Linked DNA regions of Mus musculus: all the other regions are linked to region 1. A link is a contact called in public capture Hi-C data. All regions are on one chromosome and are shown on one strand. The core of a region is the stretch at or near the end of the contact, and the rest is flanking DNA. Distances in the headings are between cores, read along the strand shown. Region 1 overlaps Cdkal1 (CDK5 regulatory subunit associated protein 1-like 1). Region 2 overlaps 2610307P16Rik (RIKEN cDNA 2610307P16 gene). Region 3 has its middle 26 kb from the start of A330102I10Rik.

What was found. Capture Hi-C pulls out chosen DNA fragments and counts their contacts.
Region 2: a capture Hi-C map of embryonic stem cells shows a contact between it and region 1, with 2.5 times the contacts expected there. The contact joins two enhancer-like sites. A contact is called at or near these places in 1 of 115 datasets of contacts at active chromatin or transcription factors (differentiating embryonic stem cells) and 1 of 9 other capture datasets (embryonic stem cells).
Region 3: a contact with region 1 is called in a capture Hi-C map of embryonic stem cells, with 2.8 times the contacts expected there. The contact joins two enhancer-like sites. A contact is called at or near these places in 1 of 15 datasets of contacts at CTCF or cohesin (the NIH/3T3 cell line), 2 of 115 datasets of contacts at active chromatin or transcription factors (cardiomyocytes and embryonic basal ganglia) and 1 of 9 other capture datasets (embryonic stem cells).

The regions. Positions count from the first base shown.
Region 1 is chr13:29,635,835-29,640,493 of GRCm38.p6, forward strand. All of the region lies in intron 8 of Cdkal1 (CDK5 regulatory subunit associated protein 1-like 1), which reads right to left. Among named protein-coding and RNA genes, the nearest start is that of Cdkal1, 220 kb to the right of the region's middle. Within about 2 kb of position 2,242, at least 55 of the 459 cell types and tissues checked have an H3K27ac peak or open chromatin away from gene starts, as enhancers often do. A contact at or near this core is called in embryonic stem cells, where this site is marked.
Region 2 is chr13:28,716,405-28,721,063 of GRCm38.p6, forward strand. The region is part of intron 3 of 2610307P16Rik (RIKEN cDNA 2610307P16 gene); the gene reads right to left. Among named protein-coding and RNA genes, the nearest start is that of Mir6368, 7.9 kb to the left of the region's middle. RefSeq lists an enhancer at 1,242-3,037. Within about 2 kb of position 2,222, at least 92 of the 459 cell types and tissues checked have an H3K27ac peak or open chromatin away from gene starts, as enhancers often do. A contact at or near this core is called in embryonic stem cells, where this site is marked.
Region 3 is chr13:28,987,450-28,992,108 of GRCm38.p6, forward strand. No RefSeq gene overlaps it. Among named protein-coding and RNA genes, the nearest start is that of A330102I10Rik, 26 kb to the right of the region's middle. Within about 2 kb of position 1,817, at least 47 of the 459 cell types and tissues checked have an H3K27ac peak or open chromatin away from gene starts, as enhancers often do. A contact at or near this core is called in embryonic stem cells, where this site is marked.

The sequences.
Region 1 (4,659 bases), core at 992-3,491:
TTTGATACTCAAAGAAAATGTTCAAGGAAATGTTCCCAATAAAAGACAACAAAAACAATAGCATGTAAGTGCATCAGCAGTCTAAGGAACAGCTGAGGTGACTCCAATTAACCTCCCGGGGGAGGGGGGGATGTGACAGACAAGGCACTACCAACACACCTAGTCTATGTCTGCAGCCAGAGCCTTGGAAATGCTTGCAGAATGCCACAACGCTGGGAAGGAGGCAGGCAGACACACTTGTTTTGTTTTTTGAAACTGGATCTCATAGCTCAGGCTAACTTTTTTTTTAAACAAATATTTTTAAATAAGGAAAAGGAGTCAAGGTTTGAGAGCACAATCCATCATCAAAGAAGTTCTAGATGTGAGGGCAGGAGAATGAAGTGGACGGAAATATCACATGCACAGTCAGGAAGCAGAGAGGGAATTCTGGGGCCCAACCATTCTCTCCTATATATGCAGCCCACAACCCCAGCCCATGGGATAATGCCTCCAAATTCACAGTAGGTCTTTCCCCCTCTCTTGAACTCAAAACTGTCTCTCTGAGATTCTGGATCTCATCTGGTTAACCAAGGACAACTCACCATTACTCTTTCCTCCTCCAAGACTCTAAGCTATCTCCTGTCTCTACCATCACACAGCTGGGATTATAAGCATATGCCGTCACAGAAATCGAGTAGAGCCCAGGACCTCAGGCATGCTAGGCCAGAATTCTACCAGCTAACTGAATACACCTTCAGCCACCAGAACTGTATTATTGAATCTTCCATGTAACCCTGACAAGCTTTTAATGTTTCATATACTAATATATGCCATAAAAGGCCTTGATAATGACTGCTCCATTTTAATTTCTCACTTCTTTGGTGTTACAGAAAGCTGACTTCTACATGGAATATTTAGTGTTTGAAAATTAAAGTCTATCAATTACCTTGAAATCTCATAAAGAGAGATGATTTTTGTTTAAATATATATTTATAAGTTATATACAATTTACATATACATATGTGTATATAGATACATATATGTGTGAGTGTGTTCATATGTAGGGACTGGGGACATAGCTCACAAATCAAGAGCTCTGACTGCTCCTCCACAGGATCTGAACTTGGTTCCCAGCATCAATGTTGAGCAGTTCACAATCACCTGAAATTTCAGATTCAGGGAATCTGATACTCTCTTCTGGACTCCATAAATACTGGTGTAAGTGTACTTCACACACACACACACACACACACACACCACATAAATAAACATACACAAACCTGAAAGTGTGTAAAGCTGTCCAATCACAGATGGAGAATGATACATGAAGCACGGACAGCACTCACTGTTCCAGACTCTAAAGACTCACTACCCAAAACCTTAAAAGCACCCCGCGAAGTGCTGCCACTGGCATTCTCTCCAAAGATGAAACAGACATAGAAACATAAATAATCTGACAAATATCGCAAACATTGCACAGCTGGTTAAGTAGGTGAACCAGACAGTCTGGCTCCACTACACATGGCTGCAACCATTACACACGCTACATGTCATAACCTATTGGAAATAAAGATAAGTTTGATAATGCTTAACAAGCTCTTTAATGGGAACATAATAGAAACTATTTCAGTTGTCTTGCTGATCCCAGTATTATTTTGCTTTTCTTTTTAACTGTAAACCACTATCCTAAAAGTCTATGTGTCTTGGAGGGTTAAACACACAAGTGAAGCCTACATTTCTGGTAATGCTCATTACTGTTAGGAAAATAGTCAACAAAGATTACAAAGGGCTACTTGTTAAAACCTTCTGCAAAAAGGCAAGCATGGAAGAACATGGCAGCCCAGCACTGAGAGGCTGAGGCAGCACTGTAAGGTTAGGGCCAGCTTTAAACGAAACACAAGAAAACTTCATTTTCTTTCTAGTTTGGTGATGAGTATATGAATATACTGACTGGGATTGGTACTTGGCACAATAAGGAAATAAACATATTATCTTTGGAGGACATAAAAGAGCAGGTGACTAATGAGAACTTTCACAAACTGGCACATGATGCAAACTTTCAGCACATCAGCTGCCCGGGGTTGAGGTGTAGGTAGACTACCCAAAATAATTAGAGGTCTGCAGGAAGCACAGAGTTCATGCTAAGTGTGACTCATGCATCTCACAGCAAAACAAAATCCTCCAGACATTTATCTCTTCCAAACAAGACACTGGGCCTGGCAGCGGCCCACAAGCAAGAAAGAGCACGTGAAAGTCAGACACTCATGTGCTGGTTAAAAATAAAACGGTGAGGAGGCTCGTGACGAGCCATGACTCCAAGCTGACCTCTAAGACACACAATGCCATTTATAACATCCACAGAGTTTCAAAACACCTGAAAGCAGCAACATTCACAAGACAACTCAGAAGGAAAACTAAAGACCACTTAGTAAGTCGGAGTCCCATTAAGATCTGCTCCCTCTGAAGAACAAAATCCCAAGATGTCTGTCACACTGGCTTCAGTGATGAAGCCTCTGTCCCTGTGAACATGAGGTCAGTGTAGTCACCCCTCCCTGCCGTTAGCTATGTAGGCTGAGTCCACAGGTGTGAAGAAGAGATCTACCTAGCCCAGCCTCCCTCCTGAAGGAGAGAAGGCTACAGACAGGCTGCCACCGGTACCTCCACACTGATTCTGTTTGAAAGGTTGTGAAATCATGACCCAGAGCAAGAACCCTTTCAGACACAATTCAGGTCCCAGCTGTTAGGAAAGACAAAATGTTCCAAAAGAACTCACCTCCCCACCCCACCCCGCAAAAGTCAATAAACAAAATGGGAAACCAAACCCAAGGAAGCTGCCATGAAAGTAAGAGCACAAGGCTGAGGCCTGGGACGGAGCCTGACCAAGTGTATTTAACAGGGTCTCACTGAGTCACAACTAATAACCAGCTAGTACCTATAGCAACAAACAGGAGCCATTTGTGATCCATTATTGTACTATTATCATCAGCAACATTTGTAGATTCTTTCTAGATTTATATGCATGGATGTTTTGCCTGAATATATGTATATGTTAACTATGTGCATACCAATGGAGGTCAGAAGAGAGTATTGGATCCCCAAGAACTGGAATTAAGATGGCTGTGAACTATATGTGAATATACATGAACTATATATGAAGATGCTGAGAATTGATCCTAGGTCCTCTGTGAAAGCAACAAGTGCTCCCTCCAAACAACTGAGCCATCTCTCCAGCCACAGCAACAGTGTTAAAGTAAATGCAGACTGTCACTGAGTGATACACATCCAGGCCCAGAGCTATCAGAGGAACAAGGACATGTTTCTTATGTTCAGGGCAGTAGGTAGAAAGCCACAAGGATACATGGTGTCATTACTAAGGGCTGGGGGTTGGGGGTGGCAGAGACAAAGAGAGAGACAGAGAGAAATACAGAGAGAGATAAAGAGAGAGACAGAGACAGAGAGAAATACAGAGAGAGACAAAGAGACAGGGACAGAGAGCAGCAAAACCCTATAAAAGCAACTGAACACTCCCTCTCCCTCTGCATGCATCTGCTTAGGCCAGTAACTATCTTTTACCAACCAGTAACCCACTTACACCCCTTAATAAGCGCCCAAGCTTCGGAGGGGCTCAGTTTAAAAACCTGTTATAATCATGTACAAATAAATCCATCCTGCCCACTGAAATCAGTAATTCCATATAGACTTTATTGAACATTTAACCTGTGTGTGAGGAATAAAAAGGTGACTAGACTATAAAGTTTGAAGAGTAAAGATTCCACAAGAAAGGGATAGAAAGACACCGTGGAAAAGAAGACTCAGGAGAAGAGCTACACATAAGAGAAAGGATTAATAATGAAAACCCAACAACAGTCCCAAATACCACCAAGAGCTCAAAATTGAGAAATTGCTCTCTTTAGCCTCATCAGAAGAAAACTGGGGAGCATGCAGGGGTGTGAAGGCAGCAGAAATCTAAGTAAATATTCAGCCAGATTTAGCAGTTAACCACAAGCTGCAGGTAGAAGAGTTAAAATGTCTTACTTTTTTATTACCGCAAATACACCACTTCACTGAGTATTTATTCAACAGGATTTACTGGGCCATGGCATTGCTTCTAGACAATCTATGTGTATCGGCCTCTCAGGAAAGAGTGTAACAGCCCCCCATTTCCTGCCTGCTAGAAAGTCTACCATATGTGAACTGTTCTCTACAGTCTGGGCAGGATCAGAAAACCGCTTCAGACACTACAGTGCTTCAAAGTGGGAAGAGGTCCTTTGCATGATTCCATAACTTCTGCCCACCAAGGAAGCACTCCATTAATGGCTTTGAAGGAGCAAGCAGTCACAGGGTAGGCACCGCACTGCACAGAACTCCGGGTAACCTCCAGTGGAGCTCCAATAAGAGACTAGGGACCTTGACACAGCAGCCTATAAAGAACTGCATGTTCCAAAACACACAAAACTTGGGAAAGTCTCCTCCTGGTTACAAGAGACTTAAATGCATGGCAGCTACTGCAAACATCTTACTGCAGGCTGGCTGAAGAGTACAACACCCAGATACCTGACTCATAGACACAGCCACATTTGAGTAACATTGTTACACATCAATAAATGACTAATGCCAAGACTCTCCTCAAGGAGGCTTTTTTTTTTTTTTTTGCAGGAGATGGTGATTGACACACATCTT
Region 2 (4,659 bases), core at 972-3,471, 920 kb before region 1:
ACAACAAACAAACAAACCTCTAGCCCCCTTCGGCACACCAGTTTAGATATTACCTTCCCTTGAAGGTTTCTTCAAAGCCAGCTGCTATCCAAAGCTCTTCTGGGCTCTTTTGAGAATTGTGCTCAGAGTTTCCCATCCCACTTCCCAACCCCTACAATACACTGAGCAGTGGTACAGATTTCTATTCTGTCTCAGAGGGGAATCTTGCTTTGCACACTTGTGTCACAACACAGGATACAACACACTGTGCTCAATAAATCAATTTAAAGCCAGGCCCCTCCACCCCACCACCCCACCCCAAATTGCCACATGGCTCCTTTGGTCTGTGCTAGCAAAGCCCTGCCACTTCCTTGGTTCATGACTTCCCTGAATCACCTCCTCAGCCTCAGAATCCTTCTGCCTGTCACCATCTGCATTTCAAATCTACTGCCAACGCTCTATGCCTTCCTAGCTGTGCACAAAGAATCCAAGATGGTAGGGTCAGCAAATGGATGCTTTCCTAAATTATGGTTTTGAGAGTTTTTACACGGTAACTCCCATTAGTTAGCTTTCTTGTTTCTATAACAAAAATGACCAACAAAAGGCGCCTTAAGGACAGAGAGGTTTACCTTGGCTTACAGTTTAGGGAGGCAGATGGTCACACTGCATCTTTGAAGTCATGTAAACAGTAAATAGAAAGCAGGTTTAGATAATCAAGCCTCAAGCCCAGCTTCCAGCGGCCCACTTCCTCCAGTGAGACACCACCTCCTAAGGGTTCTATTGCCTTCCCAAAGATAGCTGGGCACCAGTTGGGGAGCAAGTGTTCAAACCCACGTGCCTTCGGAAGCATTTCACTTTCAAATCCCTCCAACTCCAGTTCAAAGAGATCAGCAAGCCACTGGGCTTTCTACTGTCTTCCTTTCCGACAGTAGATGTTCGGACAGTTCTGACAGTCAAGCCCATCTGTTCTTGCTGTTTAGCATCTCGTGTCCATTTCATGATGAGCGTTTACTTCTAGTGTGAATCTCGCTCCAACTTTCAAGTACCCCCACGAGATGGTCTACTGAAGTCGTGAAGGGATAAATGAATTCTTACAGAGACATCATTCATACATTTATCTTGCATATTGAGCTTCTTCTAAGGGTGCTCATGGGGGTTGGGGGGAGGGGAAGCTGCCCACTGATGACTTGATCTCCACCTCCTTCCTCAAAGCAAGATCCCTGATGCAATTATGTGCCATCCTGATTTGGGACAGAGTGGGCGGCAGCAACTTGCATTTTTAGCTCTTAAGAGGAGCTCAAGGCCATATGTAGCCAAAGTGTAGAGATTATATACTAAATATAGACTAGGGAGAATCTATGTGGTATAATTGTGGATTTCTAAGTTTTGATCTCCAAGCCACAGGAACTTAGGGATCTATTCAGAGCAGTAGACTGCTTAGCAAATGCTTCATGCCCGCACTCCCACCCTAATCATTTCTTTCCTTCAAATAGATTGGGTTCTAGCCCAGACTACTCTCAATTCTTATCCTTTCTCTCCATATTTCTCTATTAATGCTGTCTATCTGGCTATTTGTTCGTTTTCTCCCACAAACGCTTCATCTGAGGGTGTAGGCAGTCTCAGTGTTTGCCAAGTGCGCAAAGATTTAGGTGTGATAATGTGGTGTCTACACACCTGGCGCCTGAGTTAGTTCTCAATAGCCATCAGTAATTGAGAACAAAGAAAACTGCAATGTGGCAGGTTTTCCTTTTTCTTTTTTGAGGGGCAGTTTCAGACATTGAAAAATACAACTTGATGGGGGGAGGGGTTCTAACACCCATTGGGATCCCATTTGGCCTGGGCAGAAGGAAAAAGTGGTGTGTAAACCAGACACATCTGACAGGGAGCACTTAATGAGAAGGCCTAATACGGCATCCGGCCTTTGTTCGTGTCTATAAGCATCTTTTAGGGGAAAAAAGAACCCAAGTACAAGGGGAGGAAGCGGCTGGACGGCTGATTTCTAATTAGCTCCCTCACATCACTGGAGGAAGAGGAAAACGGGTCTGGCTACTGTTTCCTTCAGTTTGCGGCAGCTTTATCTGAGGGTGAGGCGTGAACACAGCCTCCCAAATGTTGTGGAGTGTACTTGGGTTCAAAAGTTCAGCAATATCTGGACAAAGGATAGGCCTCTCCCCGGGAAGGACAGTCTAGGGGCCGCAGATGGGACTGTGGGAATCGAATCCTGCTCCTCCCACACCCACCATCTGCAAAAGCTGGGGACTTTGCAAAGGCCCTGCCCTTCAGGCCCAGAGTCTTTACTCAAACTGCACCTGTCCAGGATTAGGTTTCCTGCCACTGAATGATGGCTTCTTTCATTTAGTCTGCAAACAGCTGTCACATGATCAAGTGGGAGCCAGGCAGAGGGAGCCAGACAGCCCCTCAGAAAAAAAAAAAAAAAAAAAAAAAAAAAGGCTGAGCAGGACATGGACTTGGGTGATTCATCTTCAAAAAACCTATTCCTGAAATGCTTTTGTGTGTTGATATCACTTCGTGTCTCAGCTCACAGATAATTACAGCCTGCCAGAGAGACACAGCTCTAACCTGGAAAAGAGACCGTCCCCATGACTCATTAGAGCGTCTAAGGATGAATGAGACTCATTGTCTCCCCCTTTTCCCTTTGACCCCCAGAGATTGCTAAATCTATGGTTTCTAACCTTGTGAAAATGAGGGGACACTTGAAAAGGAATCCGGCAGCTCCCTGGAACCTGAGCCACTGGAACCTGAGCCAGGGCTGCACTGCTGCGATGAGCTGCACCTGCTGGCAGGACATTTTTGCTAATTCAAGTGCTGTGCCTGCACCTTGGGAAAAACAACCTTGGACAGCCATTTCATCAGGGAGTGAAAGAGACTCCCAAAGACATTTCACTGAAGACAGGGCTTGAAGATGGCATGGCGGGGAGTCATATAACATTTGGGTTCGGATCTGGTGAGATTCAACAGTCCCAGACATACAGGGAGATACATTATTATGATCACTCACGAGCAAAGTAAAATATTACAGAAAAGGAGAAGGCCATTTATTCAAGCAAACTTTATAACAATAGAGAATCGTGACTTTCCTTTTAAAAGACAGTTCTGTATTCAACTGAAGGAGCTATAGCTATACACAAGTCTTCCCAATGGTTAATGGAAATGGTTATAAATATAAATACAGAACCAGTAGGGATGAAGGGTTGGTTGTCTAACTGTCTCAAACCCCCAAACATCCAAACTCAATTCAGTGGTTAGAGAAATGCCAGGGAGTAGCTTCCCTTCTGAGAGCATCACTCCTAGGTACCCAGAATACCATTGGGTTTTTCCTATACACACCTAGGACATGTCACAAGTGTGTTCCTCCCACTCAACACGCGTCTGTAAATAAACATCCCAGATCAGCAAGGTGCAAAGGCAGACTCATTAAGATTTGACTGACAACACACAAAAGGCAGCCGAGTCAGACTAAGAAAATTATGATTTAAGAAATCAATGTTAAAGGGCAAGGAGATGGCCCAGTTAGTAAAGTATTATATGTGCCAACATGAGGATCTGAGTTTGGGTTCCCCAGCACCGATATATAAAGCCAAACCTGGAAGTATGCTACTGCTATAAGTCCATTGTTGGAGAGGGAGAAACAGGACGAGACCTGGTGCTTGGTGCCAGGAAGCACAGCCAAATCATGGGGTTCCAGGTATAGTAAGAGACAGTGAAAAAAATAATGTGAAGACTAATAAAAACACCCATGTCTACATCATACCCGCACACACTTGCACATACTCATATACAAAGATACACACAAATATGCACATATGCATAATACACTATGTGCGCTCGTGCACACATGCGCGCACACACACACACACACACACACGTTTTATAGAAGTACTTTCGATTACCCACCCCTTGTTTCAAGCCTTGCAAGTGCCAACCTTGGCTCTCAGCACACTCGGATGTGGCAAGGCTGACAGGAAGGAATTCCTATCTTCTGCATTAGCACTTAGTGTCTGCAAATGTCAACTGTGGTGCCCAGGTGTTGCAAAGCGTCTGTCTTCCTCTTAAAGCAACAGGATGCGACAGACTGAATGCCTGTGGGTGATTACGGCAGTATTCAAGTGAAGGCCAAAAGGACAGAGCACATGAGAAATATAATAATTCGTTCAAAATGTCCTAACTGAAGTGCCTCCTTTTAGATGACAAAATGGATTTCATACATTTCAGGGTTCTTTTTTTCCTTTTTTCTTTCTTTTCTTCTTCTTTTTTTTTTTTTTTTAAATAAGGGGTAGGGGGAGAAAACAGGCAGATCAGTTTATTTTCTGAGCACAGCATTAATGACAAGATGACATCACCAGCAGCCAATCGGAAAGCTCTCTGGTGTCTGGTGTTCTAACACCATTTCATATTTATGGATAAGCACCAGAAGGGTGTCAACCCAGAGCTGCGTTCCCCTCCCCTCCTCACTTCTAAATAAAGTTCCTGCTTTCATTCAGCAGCCAAACTGGAAAAGTTTTCGAAAGGCGATGGGGGAGGGGAGGCTCATGGAGGCGCTCCCTCCCTCGCAGACCGTTTTCTGAGAATGCTCAACAGTAACGACAGGGTTGGGGAAATGGCTAGGACCTGTACCACTACTCCCTGCAAGGCTTGCCAAGGCCCTCCAGAGGGTCTGCA
Region 3 (4,659 bases), core at 567-3,066, 650 kb before region 1:
ATGTGTTTGAGTGTGTATGTGGGGTATGTGTGTGTTTACATGTGTGTAGCCCAAAGACTGATGCTGGTGCCTTCTTCCATCCCCCTCCACCTTACTTTCTGAGGCAGTGTCTCTCACTGAATCTGGAACTGTCTATTTAGGCTGGCTGGGGTCCTACAGTCTTTGTCTCTACAGCGAAAGGATTAAGGCCACCATGCCCATTTTTTTATGTGGGCTCTAGGGATCTGAACTCGGGTCTCCAAGTTTGTGCTTCAAGCAATTTATTACCTGAGCCATCTCACCAGCTCTTGTTTTTCTCCCCTCCCTCCTTCCCTCCCTCCCTTCCTCCCTTCCTCCCTCCCTCCCTCCCTCCCTCCTCCTCTCCCTCCTCCTCTCCCTTCTCTCCTGTTTCTTTGAGAGAAGTTTTTGTTTGCTGTGCAGTACAGATTCCCTTTGAATTCATAATTCCCTCTTTCAGCCTCCCACAGAGTGGAATATACGGTATACCATCACGCTCAGTTGTTTTTTAAGTAACCTAGAAAATATTTTCATGTGTTATATGAGCAAGTAATTTAAAAATACTTGTCTGGAGATTTAATTTTTTGTTTCTAATATTATCTTGCTGTCTTAGTTAGGTTTTCTATTTCTGTGACAAAACACCAAGGCCAAAGTCAAGTTGAGGAGGAAAGGGTTTATTTCATCGTACACTTTCAGGTAACAGTCCACCATTGAGGGGAATCAGGGCAGGAATTCAAGCAGGGCAGGAACTTGGAGGCAGGAACTGATGTTGAGGCCATGGTTGGAGTGCTGCTTACTGGCTTGCTGGCCATGGCTTGCATTGCCTGCTTCAACCTAGGGGTGACATCACCCACAACGGCCTGGGACCTCCTCTGTCAATCAAGAAAATGGACCACAGGCTCTGCAGAAGGTCAGGCTGATGGGGACAACTTCTCAATTGAGGTGCCCTCTTCCAAAATGACTCTAGCATGTGTCAAGTTTCCGTAAAAGTAGCAGCACACCTACATATCCCATATACCTGAGCTGCAACTCTATCACTGCATCTTAAGCTGCAACCTTCATAGAGTTCCCATTTTGGAACAGAGTCATTTCCTGCCACAGGTCACCAGGAGGTGACTTAGAGCCTGTTTTCCACTGGGCTGTGCATGATCCAGCTGGACCAGTAATTATCAAGCCGGTTGTAATTCATTAAAAAAAAAAATCTTTCTTCATTTCCTTTTTGTATCTTTTTTCGTTGGATGCATTTCCTGCACTCTAAATTCCCTTCTCTGCCTGTTTAAGAAATGCTCTGTAGACAGTTAATAGAGTCTATTTGCATTGCATTTGTTTGTTGATTTGATTTCGCAATGATCTCTTTGTCTCTTCATTTCTAAAGCAAGGCTTGGCCTGTTTTTACCAGTCAACATGCAAATTTTTCTAGAGGCTGGCCTCTACAGTCCAGTAGCAAAAGAATTTCGGTCTTGTAGAAAATATTTGCATTTGGATGATGGGCTCCTACCACACTCGGCCCCGCTGCACCTGGATGCAAATCCAGGAAGCCTTTGCTTAGAGGCAGGCTCCAGAAAGGGGAGGGCTCAGCTGCGTGCTGTTCCATTATACGAAGAATGACCTGGTGTTCAAAACAGGATTTGGAGAAGCCTTGATTTTTGTCCGTTGTGGAGATCCGTGTATGTGTGAGGCCCTTGGAGACTGGTAGTCAAGTGTGTATTGCTAGTCTGATCTGTCAGTCACTCAGGCCTTTCCCTCCTCCGCGTCTCCCTGGGCTGCTCCATCAGGAGAGGTTATCAGGTTCCCCTCAGGCTCTTTAGAGTCACTGAGTAAACTGGAGTAAAGTCTGCTTAGGAATGTGTTTCTCAACAGCACCCAGCAACTTCCTTCCGGGAGCAGTGGTTCTCAGCTTTCCTAATGCTGTGACCCCGTTAATACAGTTCCTCAGGTTGTGGTGACCCCCAGCCATAAAATTATTTTGTTGTGACTTCATAACTGTACTTTTAGCTACTGTTATGAATTGTAATGTAAAGATCTGATATGTAGGATATCTGATCTGCAACCCCTGTGGGGGTCGGGACCCACCGGTTGAGAATGGCTGCAACTGGAGTATTCTTAAGGCTGCAGAGGAGTTATTTGCAGGCGGTTTATGTTTGCCTGCTCTGGTGCTCACTATCTAGACAAGATTGTCCTGGAAATGGGAGGCTGGTCGCTCTGTTTCTCCTCCCCCAGTGAAGTTCTTCAGGATGCAAGCTAACAGTTTCACTGGGAAGAGTAAAGTCTGAGGAGGAAATACAAGTGGGGAGTTACAGGGAGAAGGAGATGTAGTGTGCTCTGTGCCCCACTTTTTAGAGAGAAAGAGAGAGAAAAGAAGGAAGGGAAAAAAAAAGAGCTGTAATTTCCTCCAGCATTGGGCTTTGTGTTTTAGACTGTGAATCAGAGAATCATTTAGGACCCATTGCTTGCCCAAATCAAAGAGGAAGTGAAGCCAGAAGCATCGTATAAAGCACAGCCAATTACCTGAGGATTATTTTACAGGTCTGAATAGAGAGAACACGGCTTTAGAATTAGCTACGATAGCTCAATATGTTAATCCTGTGTAAAAATTAAATCAGGGTGCTCATCATACACTCTGTATTTCTCTTAATGTGGTTTTACTAAATAGGGATTTTTCAAGAGTGGCTCATGACTGCTAATGCAGTCATTATGCTGACGAAGTGTTACGCACTGTAAGAAGGAAGAAAACTGAGCTGGTTAGACATTTTATCTAATTACAATGTTCCATTAAAAAATAATAATAAAATAAAAGTGTCCAGGGGCTGGAGAGATGGCTCAGCAGTTAAGAACATTAGCTAGTCTTCCAGAGGACTGAGGTTTGGTTCCCAACGTGCTGGTGTCAAGTCATGGGCATCTGTAACTCTAGTCCCAGGGGATCCTGTGCTCTCTTCTGGTCTCTGAGGACATCAGGAGTGCCTATGTGTGGTGCATAGATAGACATGCAGGCAAAACACCCATACACATAAAATTTAATAACAGCCGGGTGTGGTGGTGCACGCCTTTAATCCTAGCACTCGGGAGGCAGAGGCAGGCGGATTTCTGAGTTCGAGGCCAGCCTGGTCTACAAAGTGAGTTCCAGGACAGCCAGGGCTATACAGAGAAACCCTGTCTCAAAAAACCAATAAATAAATAAATAAATTAATAACAACAAAGTGTCCATATGCTGGATATACTATCAAGGCTTAACTCCAAAGGTAGCTTCCTAGCTTCCTCCTCTTTCCTTCCAAGGGACTTATGGGTTTACCAGTTTTACAAGATGAATTGAACAGATGTCACCCCTTTAACGACCTTCTACAGGAGGCTGGGGAGGTGGCGCAGTGCTTAAGAGCACTTGTTGCTCATACAGAACACCTGGGATTGGCTTCCAACACTACAGAGTGCCTCTCGGCCTTCTGAAACGCCAGTAACAGGGAGATCCAAGCATTCACATTCCCTCCCCCCCCCCATATTAAAAATGAGATCAATCTTTAAGTTTTTGTTTTTGCTTTTGTTTCTGAGACAAAATTTCTCTGTGCATACCTGACTGTCCAGGAACTCACTCTGTAAACCAGGCTGGAGCTGAACTCAAATATTCATCTGCCTCTGCCTGCTCGGATTAAAGGTGTATGCCACCATTGCCTAGCAAAATCAATCTTTAAAATAAATAAATAAGTAAACAAATAAATACCTTCTACAGTAACCGCTGTCTCATTGAGCTTTAAACTTCTGGAAAGTTACTCCTTCGTGTAATTTTAGGAGCCCTGGAGTTTATATTGAGTTTCAAGAGAGAATAACTAATATAGAACAATTCTATGTGCTTTCATTTCCCTGTAGCCCAATGCGTACACTGTGTGTGCTTCTTTTTGCTGTAGCCGTCACTACAGTGATAGACAACATCTGTTTTCATGGTAGCTTTCGGTATTCCCAATTCAGAGAGAAATGTTATCATGTAAAATAGTGGACTCTCATACTTGAGAGATGGAAAACTTACCAGAAACCGAGAGAGAACTGATAGCAACAGGACAGGTTTCAATCTGAAGTTCCGGTGTGCTCTGAACTCTACAGAATCAGAGAGATTTTTAAGAAGAGCTTGTGCTTGTATGTACTGGTCACAGGAGTGTAGTGTGTTAGTAGGGGTGCTTGCAGGGGTGTGGGTAAGAGTGCACGGTTGCTCGATCTGCCAAGGTGGAGTCTTTGAGCAGCTTTAGAAAATGAAAGCATTCTCAAAAGGACCACACTGGAGTTTAGAAGATGGTAGACAGCTGCGCTGGTCAGAATGGAGAGTCCCAACAGTCAGGAGTCGCAGACTCAGGAAAGGACTCAGTGCAACCCGGCCAGCTCTGTCCCATCAACCATGCTGAAAGATACTTCTTTTACTTCAGGGTGGTTGCTGGGTCGGGGAAACCAGAGTGATACGAACAGAGGCCAGCTAGGAGCAGATGGGTCAGAAAGAACCAAAGGAAGACCTGTTCAGATCCTCACGACGAGAATCTACCCAGGGCAGAAAGAATCATACCCAGCACAGATTTCCCAGGCACTCTGATGGAGAAAAAAACAGAGTCTAACCACATATAGTTCAGGACCACTTGAAGGAGGAGGGACAGGAGGAGGGGAAGGAAGGGGAAATGTAGGAAGAGG